Regions from separate parts of the Mus musculus genome. Here region 1 is linked to region 2. A link is a contact called in public Hi-C data. All regions are on one chromosome and are shown on one strand. Each heading gives the region's core, a stretch centred on a gene start, on an enhancer-like site or on the middle of the called end of the contact. The rest is flanking DNA. Distances are from core to core; before and after follow the strand shown. Region 1 overlaps Ift80 (intraflagellar transport 80). Region 2 has its middle 34 kb from the start of Gm35584.

Region 1 (4,423 bases), core at 1,597-4,096, 160 kb before region 2:
TCTCCCTGCGGGACATTGATTGGGAAACTGAGGCTTGGTGAATAAGTAGTTCTCCAAGGAGACAAGGTTTTCAGGCAAGAGGAACTTCTCGTGTCTCCAAATGTGAAAGAGTACAGCAGTTTTTGTGCAGTCAGTAGACCTTGCATAGGATATTATCAGGGGTTGATATAGACAAGTTATTCACCAAACATGCCCGCTAGGCTGTATGGAAGAGGATAGTTTAGACCTTGAAGATGTAATGCTTTTCTGTGCAGCCCTCAGGGATTGCTGCAGAGTGAGAAAGGCAAGGCTAAGATCAGAGTGTCTTTCTCCTGCAGCCAGAGACAGCCCCATGTTGACTTGGCTTACTGTGAGAGCATCTGCTCTGAGGTTTTGAACCTCTGGCAAAGTGAAGTTAAAAGCCAGCATGGTGTGCTAGTGTCTATAAAGCATCAGGATGGAGGTAGTAACACACTGGGGCTCAAATATTGGAAGTACTGCGGTGATAGCAAAGTAACAGTGATCTAGAGAATGGTAAGCCAAGCCAAGTCACAGGGTCATAGGCTACACAGACAGAGCTTAGCACGGGGCAGCAGTCTGGACTCTAGTGGGGGGACAAGGGTAAGTTACTGATTTTTAGAAGTGACCTATAAGAGATTGGACATTTTGAAATAGAGGTCATTTTGACTCTGAGGTCAGTGTGGGGACAGATTAGAAACGAGATAGAAGAGAAGCAGAGTGCCTAGGCTGTTGGTCTGAATAATGGAGTAGTGCGGAGAGCTGTCAAGGAGTTGGTTCAGGAGAGACGTCTTTGCTATTTGGGAAGAGCCATGAATTCCTTGAAGATAACCCCCTAATATGATGTAAATTGAATATGACATAATATGACATAAATTACTCTAACTTTTTGTTATTTTGATTGATACTTTGTTTGAACATTACAATAATCAAGTTACCCAAATTTAGTGTACATGAGCGCTCTTTGGGTGTTGCTAAAAGGTATGTTCTTGGGCTCTATATTTTAAATTTTATTTTATCTTTTACATTTATTTATTTACTTATATTTATTTTTTTATTTTTTGAGATGGGGCTTCTTTGTGTAGCCTCGGTTGTCCTGGAACTAGCTGTGTAGACCAGATTGGCATTGAACTCACAGAAATACACCTACCTCTGCCTGCTGAACTCCGGGATTAAAGGTGTAGACCACCGCCTCCTGGCTATGAAAGTTTTAAAAGGACTTTTTAAAAAACGATTTGTTTTTTATTTCATGTGCATTGGTGTTTTGTCTGTGTGAGGGTGCCAGATGTCCTGAAAGTGGACCTACAGACAGTTGTGAGCTGCTATGCACGTGCTTGAAATCGAACTCAGGTCTTCTAAAGAGTAACGAGCACTCTTAACACCAGCACTCTTAACTGCTCGAACCATCTCTCTAAGCCCCTTAAGAAGTATTTTCAAGTAGCCTACTAAGCCCAGTTTGTACTGTTCCTATACTGAGGGTTTGGGCGGCTGTCCTCTGCAGCGTGGTCAGCCTCCGGGGGCTCCATTCACAAAGAAAATGGACTCTCCCCGCCTAGAAGCATCGGTGGAAGTGGCTCCTTAGCTAAAGTGGGAGTCCATGAGCCCTGCATGCAGGTTGGAGTGTCAGTTGGCTTGCTCTTCTGCAGACCTATCTTGTGTAGATAACCACAATTGCCTTGTGCCCATTAATGCAGTTGTCCAAGAAGGACTAGAAGACACTGCTGCACTCCAGTCTTCCCCAACTTCTGGCTCTTACAGTCTTTTTGTCCCCTATTTCACAACGGTCCGGAGCCTTTGGGGAAAGGAGTGTTACACAGCTGTCCCATTTGTGGCTGGGCACACCACAGACACTTTCTTCATGTTAGTTAACCAGTTGTGAGTTTCAGCATTAACTGCATGACGAAACTTCTCACAGGAGGTCTCAGAGCTGCACAAAAACAGTTGATGGGTCTAAAGATTTAGGGGGCAGCTTGATGTCTGTTTAGTGGAATAATAAGCTTCCCACTAAGGCCTTTGAGTCCAGAACTGTGGGCTCTTGGAGCCCTAATTGTAATGTGCTTAAGTGAAATCTTACCTTAGGCTTAGACTCTTTCTTGTTCTGGTCATTTTTGTGTAGGGGTTGCTTGAGCGTGCTCCTTGGTCTTGAATACCTAGTTGTCAAGAATCCCCTTTCCCAGCTCCACCTCTTCATGATCTTATTTCCGATCAGAAGGAGGCTGGAAGCTGCTGCTTTGTGGCTCTTAGTGCGGACCGTGGGCCCAGGGCAGCTTTTACAGTGCTGATTGGGAAGTACTTGCTGTGTGATTTTTTTTCCCCCTCCCCTGGAGAAACACAAAACAAACATCTACTCACCCCAGATGACAGTGTAAACAGACCAAGGAAAGGATCCACCCAGGTCGGTCTTGCTTAGCCAGTGAGTTCACTGGAGTTACTTACGGGAGTGTGCTATGGGTGGTCCTCTTCTAGCTTGTCTTTGGTCCATGCATTTGTTTTCCTCCCTTCCCTTCCCTTGTCCCTGTTTAGGGATAAACTCTGGCCAGGGTTGTGGCCAGCCTTTGTGGGGCTGGGGCTTTGTGCATGTCTAACAAGCACTCTGCCAGCTCTGCTCTGAACCCTGCCTATAGCAGTTGACGTTGATAGATACTGTGCACGCATGCTGAGTTTGTATAACATATACCTCAGGTTTATCATAGTAGTATTCTAGCAAAATGAGGAATGAGCATCTGTGAGTAGGAAGCTGATTGGCAGTTGTTCTGTTTTCCTAAAATGCATTGCCTGCAGCTCGTTAAGAATGTGAAAGGAAGCTTGTGCTTAACCGAAAAGGTCTGCCTGCCTGCCTGCCTGCCTGCCTGCCTGCCTTCCTTCCTCAAATGGCTACCAGCAGTCAATTGAGTGAGGGGTGGCAGATGAAGGAGGGAGTAGACTGATCCCAAAGAAACCTAGGAAAGAGGGGAAGAGAGATAAAGAACAAGGGCTTTAGTGGGCTCTCATTTTTCCTGAGGAATCCATCGTTTATACCATACAAGCCAGCGTCAGACACACATGAGGAGACCAGGGAAGATAGGCAGCATCTGTCGATGGTGGCTTGTGGGTGATTCACAAACTGGAGAGGCCACATCAGAGTTCCTGATGGTGGTGCTTTGGTGTTACGGGAGTGCCCCAGGCACAGCCAGCTGGGCAGAGGTTGGATGGTAGCCGTTGTCTTTCTGTTTGGCTATGTCAGGTCATTGGCTGACTGTTGAATACCACAGTGAAGACTTCAGTTACCAGACAGGAGAGGAATAGTCTCTGGGCTAACAGTCTGGAAAAGTCTCTAAATGGGCAGGTGACTGCTGTTCCTATCAGGCAAGTACACAGACTGAATCAGGAGTCTGTTTTCCAGAGTTATTCACATGGTGGTATTGAAATATCCAGTTTTTAAAAGAAAAGAAAAAATGAGTTTTCAAAACACAAAAAACCCTCAAGATATAAGACATACTAAAAAGTGGAATACAATGGCCCATTCTTAGGGGGAAAAAAGGTGACAAAAACCATTCCTAAGATATCCAGCACTGAGCCTGTTACACAGAGGCCATGTGCTCAAAATAATTAAAGAAATGTTGATAAATCAACAGAAACATTTTGAGACAGTGAGCCTGGGTCCATTGTGTAGTGCTTGTTGACTAGACTGGTCTCGGACTGAGCGAGCTCTGCCAGGCTCTGCTCTCCGTGTGCTCGGATTAAAGGCACACAACACCCAACCAAAGGAACCCAATTAGAAGTCTGAAGTTAAGTAGAAATACTCCAGAACTCCGAAATACTATCTTTTCAGTAACAAGTTTTATGCATCTAAAATTGACAAAGCAATACATTTTTGACTCCCCAGAAAATGTGAAAATGGCCTTCCTTTGTAGCACATGGATAGAAGCATTATCCACTTTAGGTTTTCTCAAGTATAATTTGACACTTTGACACAGCTGTTATGCATTCAAGAAAATATAAAATGTTCGCTGATATCAAGCAGGTGTGGTCCTTGCTGCCCATCCTGATGACCTGACTCGGATCCCCAAGACCCACATGGCAGAGGGAGAGAATCAACTCAGTTGTCTTCTCCCCTCCACGGGAGCACCATGTGTGCACACCAAAATAAATAAATAAAAGAACAAAAAGTTAAGCCAGGAAAGAGCATTACTTTTAGCTGTTTATGTATATGTGTGTATCTATGTGTGTGTATGCCACATGTGTGTGGGAGCCTGCAGAGGCCAGAACACTATACTGGGTCCCCTGGAGCAAGACAGTTACAAGCAGTTGTGAAACCAAATGTTCTTAACCATTGAGGTATTTATTCAGCCTGAGATAGCATTATTTTAAGTTAAATGATCAAGAAATGCAAAAATATATATGCCAAGAAAATGAACATTACTGGGTGATCAGTAAAATAAATCAT
Region 2 (4,394 bases), core at 1,843-4,342:
ACAGGCACAAAGATGATAATTTAATTCCCTTTCAGTTAGCTCCCCCAAAGTTACAATTAGATAATTTGTGATAGCTGTTATCTAACAATATAGACCTATCTCCATCTGGTGGCCACACTTAAGAATTAAGATTAGTCTCAAGGTTTTGATCACCCAAGCAGTATTGGGTATGGGCTCCATCTCTTGGAGTGGGCCTTAAGTAAATCAGACATTGGTTGGCTACTCCCACAAGCCTTGTGCAACCATTGCCCTAGCACATCCTGGTGATGGGACATCATGGTAGATCAAAGGTTATAAGTCTGAGTTGGTGTCTATGTTTCTCCTTTAGTACCCTGAAGAGGGCCTTCTGGCATCAAAGATGATAGAATATGGGGGTGAAGGCTCTATGTAGGCATCAGCTTGACTTCTTCATTGCAAAGAGCTAGGTAGCGTTGTCTTCTGCAATGGGACTTGTCACCAGTTAGTGGAGAGCAACCTGTAGTTTTGACAACAGCCTGTGTTGTTTGGGGGATTCCAACAGGACCCCTTTGGGCAGCAACTTAATTAGATGTAACCCAATCCTAGTACCAGAAACTTCATTTGGTGACAAGAAGTATCGAGTTGGGGATCTGCCTACCCCATTATTTGGTGGTTTCATTTAGATTATTTTCACAATGCACACAAAGCTTCTACTATATTAAGTCTCCATACTATCCCTCAAGTGGCCTTTTAATTATAGCTGCTCCCACTCCCCACGTGGTCCTCCCACTCCAGGCTCCCACCATCTACTCATGCATCCCCAGCCCCTTACTCTGTACCTAATCTCTGTGGTTCTATGGATTGTAGCTTGTTTACCGTTGACTTTATAGCTAACATCCACATATAAGTGAATATATACCATATTTACCTTGGGTCTCAGCTATTTCCTCAGGATGACTTTTTCTAGCCCCATTTTTTTTTTTACCTGCAAATTTAATGATTTCCTTCTTTTAAATGACTGAGTAATATACTCCATTGCCTAAACACACCACATTTTCTTTATCTATTATCTATTCTTTGGCTGAGACACATCTAGATTGTTTGCCAGTTTCTGGCTATTATGAATATAATAACAATGAACATGGTTGAGCAACCATCTCTGTGGTAGGATGAAGGGTCCTTGGGATTATGCTAGAGTAAAATAGCTGGATCTTTAGGTAGATTGATTCCCATCTTCCTGAGGAAAATACCACGGTGATTTCCACAGTGCCTATATGAGTTTACACCCTCACCAGCAATGTATGTGTGTTTCCCTTACTCCATAGGGACCTATGAAATGAAATGCTACTGTTCTAAACAACAACAAAAATGTAGCAATAAAATATCTCCCAGTGTCATTCTGCTCCACTCACAGATCAGTGCCTTGCTCAGCCATCATCAGAGAAGCTTCCTCCTGCAGCAGTTGGGAACAAATACAGAGAGCCACAGCCAGACAGTGTGCAGAGAGTGAAGAGCTCAGAATTCCCACCCCTAAGTGGGATGTCTCCGTTAGATCCCTTCCCTCAGGGATCAGAGATATCTGAGGAACAGGAGGTGGGAAGAGTCTAGGAGCCCATGGGAATGAAGGCCACCAAGAGAACAAGGCCCTCTACATCAAAAGATTCATGTATCTATGAACTCACAGAAATCGGGCAGCATGCAGAGGGCCTGCACAGGTGTGCACTGGATGGGGGCCTAGAGCTGAAAGGAGAAGTGGACACATGCCTGCATCCCTAGCCCAGAAGCAGTGTCCTGTTGATAACCACTGGCAAATGAAAATTGAATTTAGGCCAAGGGCGTTTCACTGGGTAAACAAACTACTCTTAAAGCTAGGCAGCATGCCCAGTGGGAGATGCCAACAAAAATAAACTCGGTGGCAGCTTTAGGGGTTCCTTGTCTAATTATGTGTGTCAGGGCTTTACATTGTTTCTAAATTTACCAGTGAGTGTGTGTGTGTGTGTGTGTGTGTGTGTGTGTGTGTGTGTGACCCATACATATATATATACATATATATGCTGTCTTAGGGTTTTATTGCTGTGAACAGACATCATGACCAAGGCAACTCTTATAATAAGGACAACATTTAATTGGGACTGGCTTACAGATTCAGAGGTTCAGTCCATTATTGCCAAAGTGGGAACATAGCAGCATTCAGGCATGGTACAGGCAGAGCAGAGAGTTCTACATCTTCATCAGAAGGCTGCTAGTGGAAGACTGACTTCCAGGCAGCTAGGACTAGGGTCTTAAAGCCCACACCCACAGTGACACACCTACTCCAACAAGGCCACACTTCCAAATAGTGCCACTCCCTGGGCCAAGCATATACAAATCATCATATATACCATACAGGTCCTTTGCACATATATTATGACTTCTAGTTTAGTGTTTTTATGGGATTTCTGAGTGTGAAAGCAAGTGGTTATCTATGTTTGTATCTGCCTTTTGCACTTTTTCTTGGGCTCTTTTTCTTCTGTTTGTTCTGCTCTATTCTGATGTGTCAGTTTTTGTTTTCTCTTGTTTTATTGTAATCCCTTAGAAGCCTATTAATTTTCTAATAAGAGACAGAAGAGGGGATCTAGATGGGAGGGGAAGTAAAGAGAAGTTGATGGAGGGGAAAACCATAATAAGGATATATTAGGTAAGAAAAAAAAACCTGTTTCAATAAAAGGAAAGAAAATAATTAAAATTATCAATAATTTATTATTATTAAAATAATTAAAATTCTACTTATCCACAGATGCTTCATGTTGTAGCATTTGCCCCTCCCCTCACACATTGCACACTCATAGACTCTCTCTGCATGCTGACACACTCTGCATACTGACACACTCTCTCTGCATGCTGACACACTCTCTGCACACACACTCCCTCAGATAGGTCAGCATCTTGACTTAGTGCTGGCTAATTATTCGAGCACCACTTAATTGGTAAAAGTTTGTCTCTAGTGTGGAATTATTTGTCTTGGGTTCAGGCCACTTGTATTCCCCCTTTTGCTGGGCTTGGTTGCTTCATTGAATCGGCTCTCCAAGTCTGAAGCACTGTCCCAGGAAAGAGACTTTAGTTCCACTTCCTGGTTTCTCTCCGTGTGCTCACAGCTGCCACTCACAGGAAGTGTTACTCTGTAGCCAATGCACACAGCTTTTCCATCAGCATTTCGAGGGAGAGAAAAGCTCTCTGAGTTAATCTGTTTAGGAAAGATGCTATAGAGTGTAACAGTTAATATTGCCTGTAACCAAATCACTTCAGACTGGATAATAGAGACCAAAATAGGCCTTGGCTCTGGGCTTGGGCTTTCTGAGATGCAGGCCTTTTATTAGAGCTTTTCTTGGGTAAAGCAAAGTGGAATCCATCCCGAGGTCCTGAGGATTCTCCCATTGCTGTGGCTGCACACTGTGGTTCAGCTGTGACCTGGGAGGGAGAAAGAGAAAAGAACACCAACACCAGTCCAGCATATGTGCTCAGCTCCCAGACCCTGCCTGTGTAGTTCTTACATCATTGGTTACAGCCTTTCTGCTCTGCTTGCTACCTCCTTGTTGCCAAGGTAACACTGGCTGACAAGTCAATACCCTCTCCTGCCTTCCAAGAAACTATCATTTTCCTTCTTTACATTCAGTGTGACCCCAGTGTTCTCCAGCTCCGTCTCTGTCTCATTCTCAGAGACTCAGACCCTCAGCTTAGGCATCCACAAAGAAACTCACTTCCTCCTTCCCAGGGATGAAGCTCCTGCCATACACACTCTCTCTGTATTCCTAACCTTAGCTACTTAAACATCTTTAACCATATTCTCTCAGATGCTCTAAAGCCTCAGACTGTCCCTTGGCTAACTTCTAGCTTCCTGCTTCCCTCTCTGCCCTACCTACCACACTTTCCTGACTGTTCTCTGTCACTGGTTCATTCTTTCCACAGGACCCTTTTTCCTCAGGCTTTGTAAGGCCTCCAGCTGTTGGGTGCCATCTTTAACACATCATGGTGTTTTGTTTTGTTTTGCTTTTTTGTTTGTTTGTTTGTTTGTTTGTTTGAGACAGGGTATCTCTGTGTAGTCCTGGCTGTCCTGGGATTCACTTTGTAGACCAGGTTAGCCTTGAGTTCAGAGATCCACTTGACTCTGCCTCCTGAGTGCTGGGATTAAAGGCATGTGTTACCTCTACCTGACTTACATACTGGTTTTTATTATTCATTTCTTTCTATGGTCCAGTTTCTCATGACCTCCAACACAGCATTCTACAGTGTAACTGCACACTGCTAAATTCTCCTAAGACTCCTATCTCATAATAGCATCCGTACTTCCATGACAGCCACTGGCCTGCAGAAAGCCTGTTCATTGACAGAATAAATATTTCCTGCCATTCTAAATCACGTTTTGTTGATTCAGTTTGCGCTGGTGTCTCTTTTCTCCT

What was found. Hi-C and Micro-C count contacts between places; a contact is called where the count stands out from the background.
Region 1: a contact with region 2 is called in a Hi-C map of Th1 cells, with 3 times the contacts expected there. The contact joins two enhancer-like sites. A contact is called at or near these places in 1 of 39 promoter capture datasets (hippocampal neurons), 1 of 15 datasets of contacts at CTCF or cohesin (pro-B cells), 16 of 484 Hi-C or Micro-C datasets (CD4 T cells, CD8 T cells, Th1 cells and 9 more) and 9 of 115 datasets of contacts at active chromatin or transcription factors (CD8 T cells, T-cell acute lymphoblastic leukemia, Th17 cells and 5 more).

What each region holds. Positions count from the first base shown.
Region 1 is chr3:68,955,009-68,959,431 of GRCm38.p6, reverse strand. The region is part of intron 8 of Ift80 (intraflagellar transport 80); the gene reads left to right. Among named protein-coding and RNA genes, the nearest start is that of Ift80, 47 kb to the left of the region's middle. Within about 2 kb of position 2,846, at least 47 of the 459 cell types and tissues checked have an H3K27ac peak or open chromatin away from gene starts, as enhancers often do. A contact at or near this core is called in CD8 T cells, Th1 cells, Th17 cells and 2 more, where this site is marked.
Region 2 is chr3:68,793,244-68,797,637 of GRCm38.p6, reverse strand. No RefSeq gene overlaps it. Among named protein-coding and RNA genes, the nearest start is that of Gm35584, 34 kb to the right of the region's middle. Within about 2 kb of position 3,092, at least 72 of the 459 cell types and tissues checked have an H3K27ac peak or open chromatin away from gene starts, as enhancers often do. A contact at or near this core is called in CD8 T cells, Th1 cells, Th17 cells and 2 more, where this site is marked.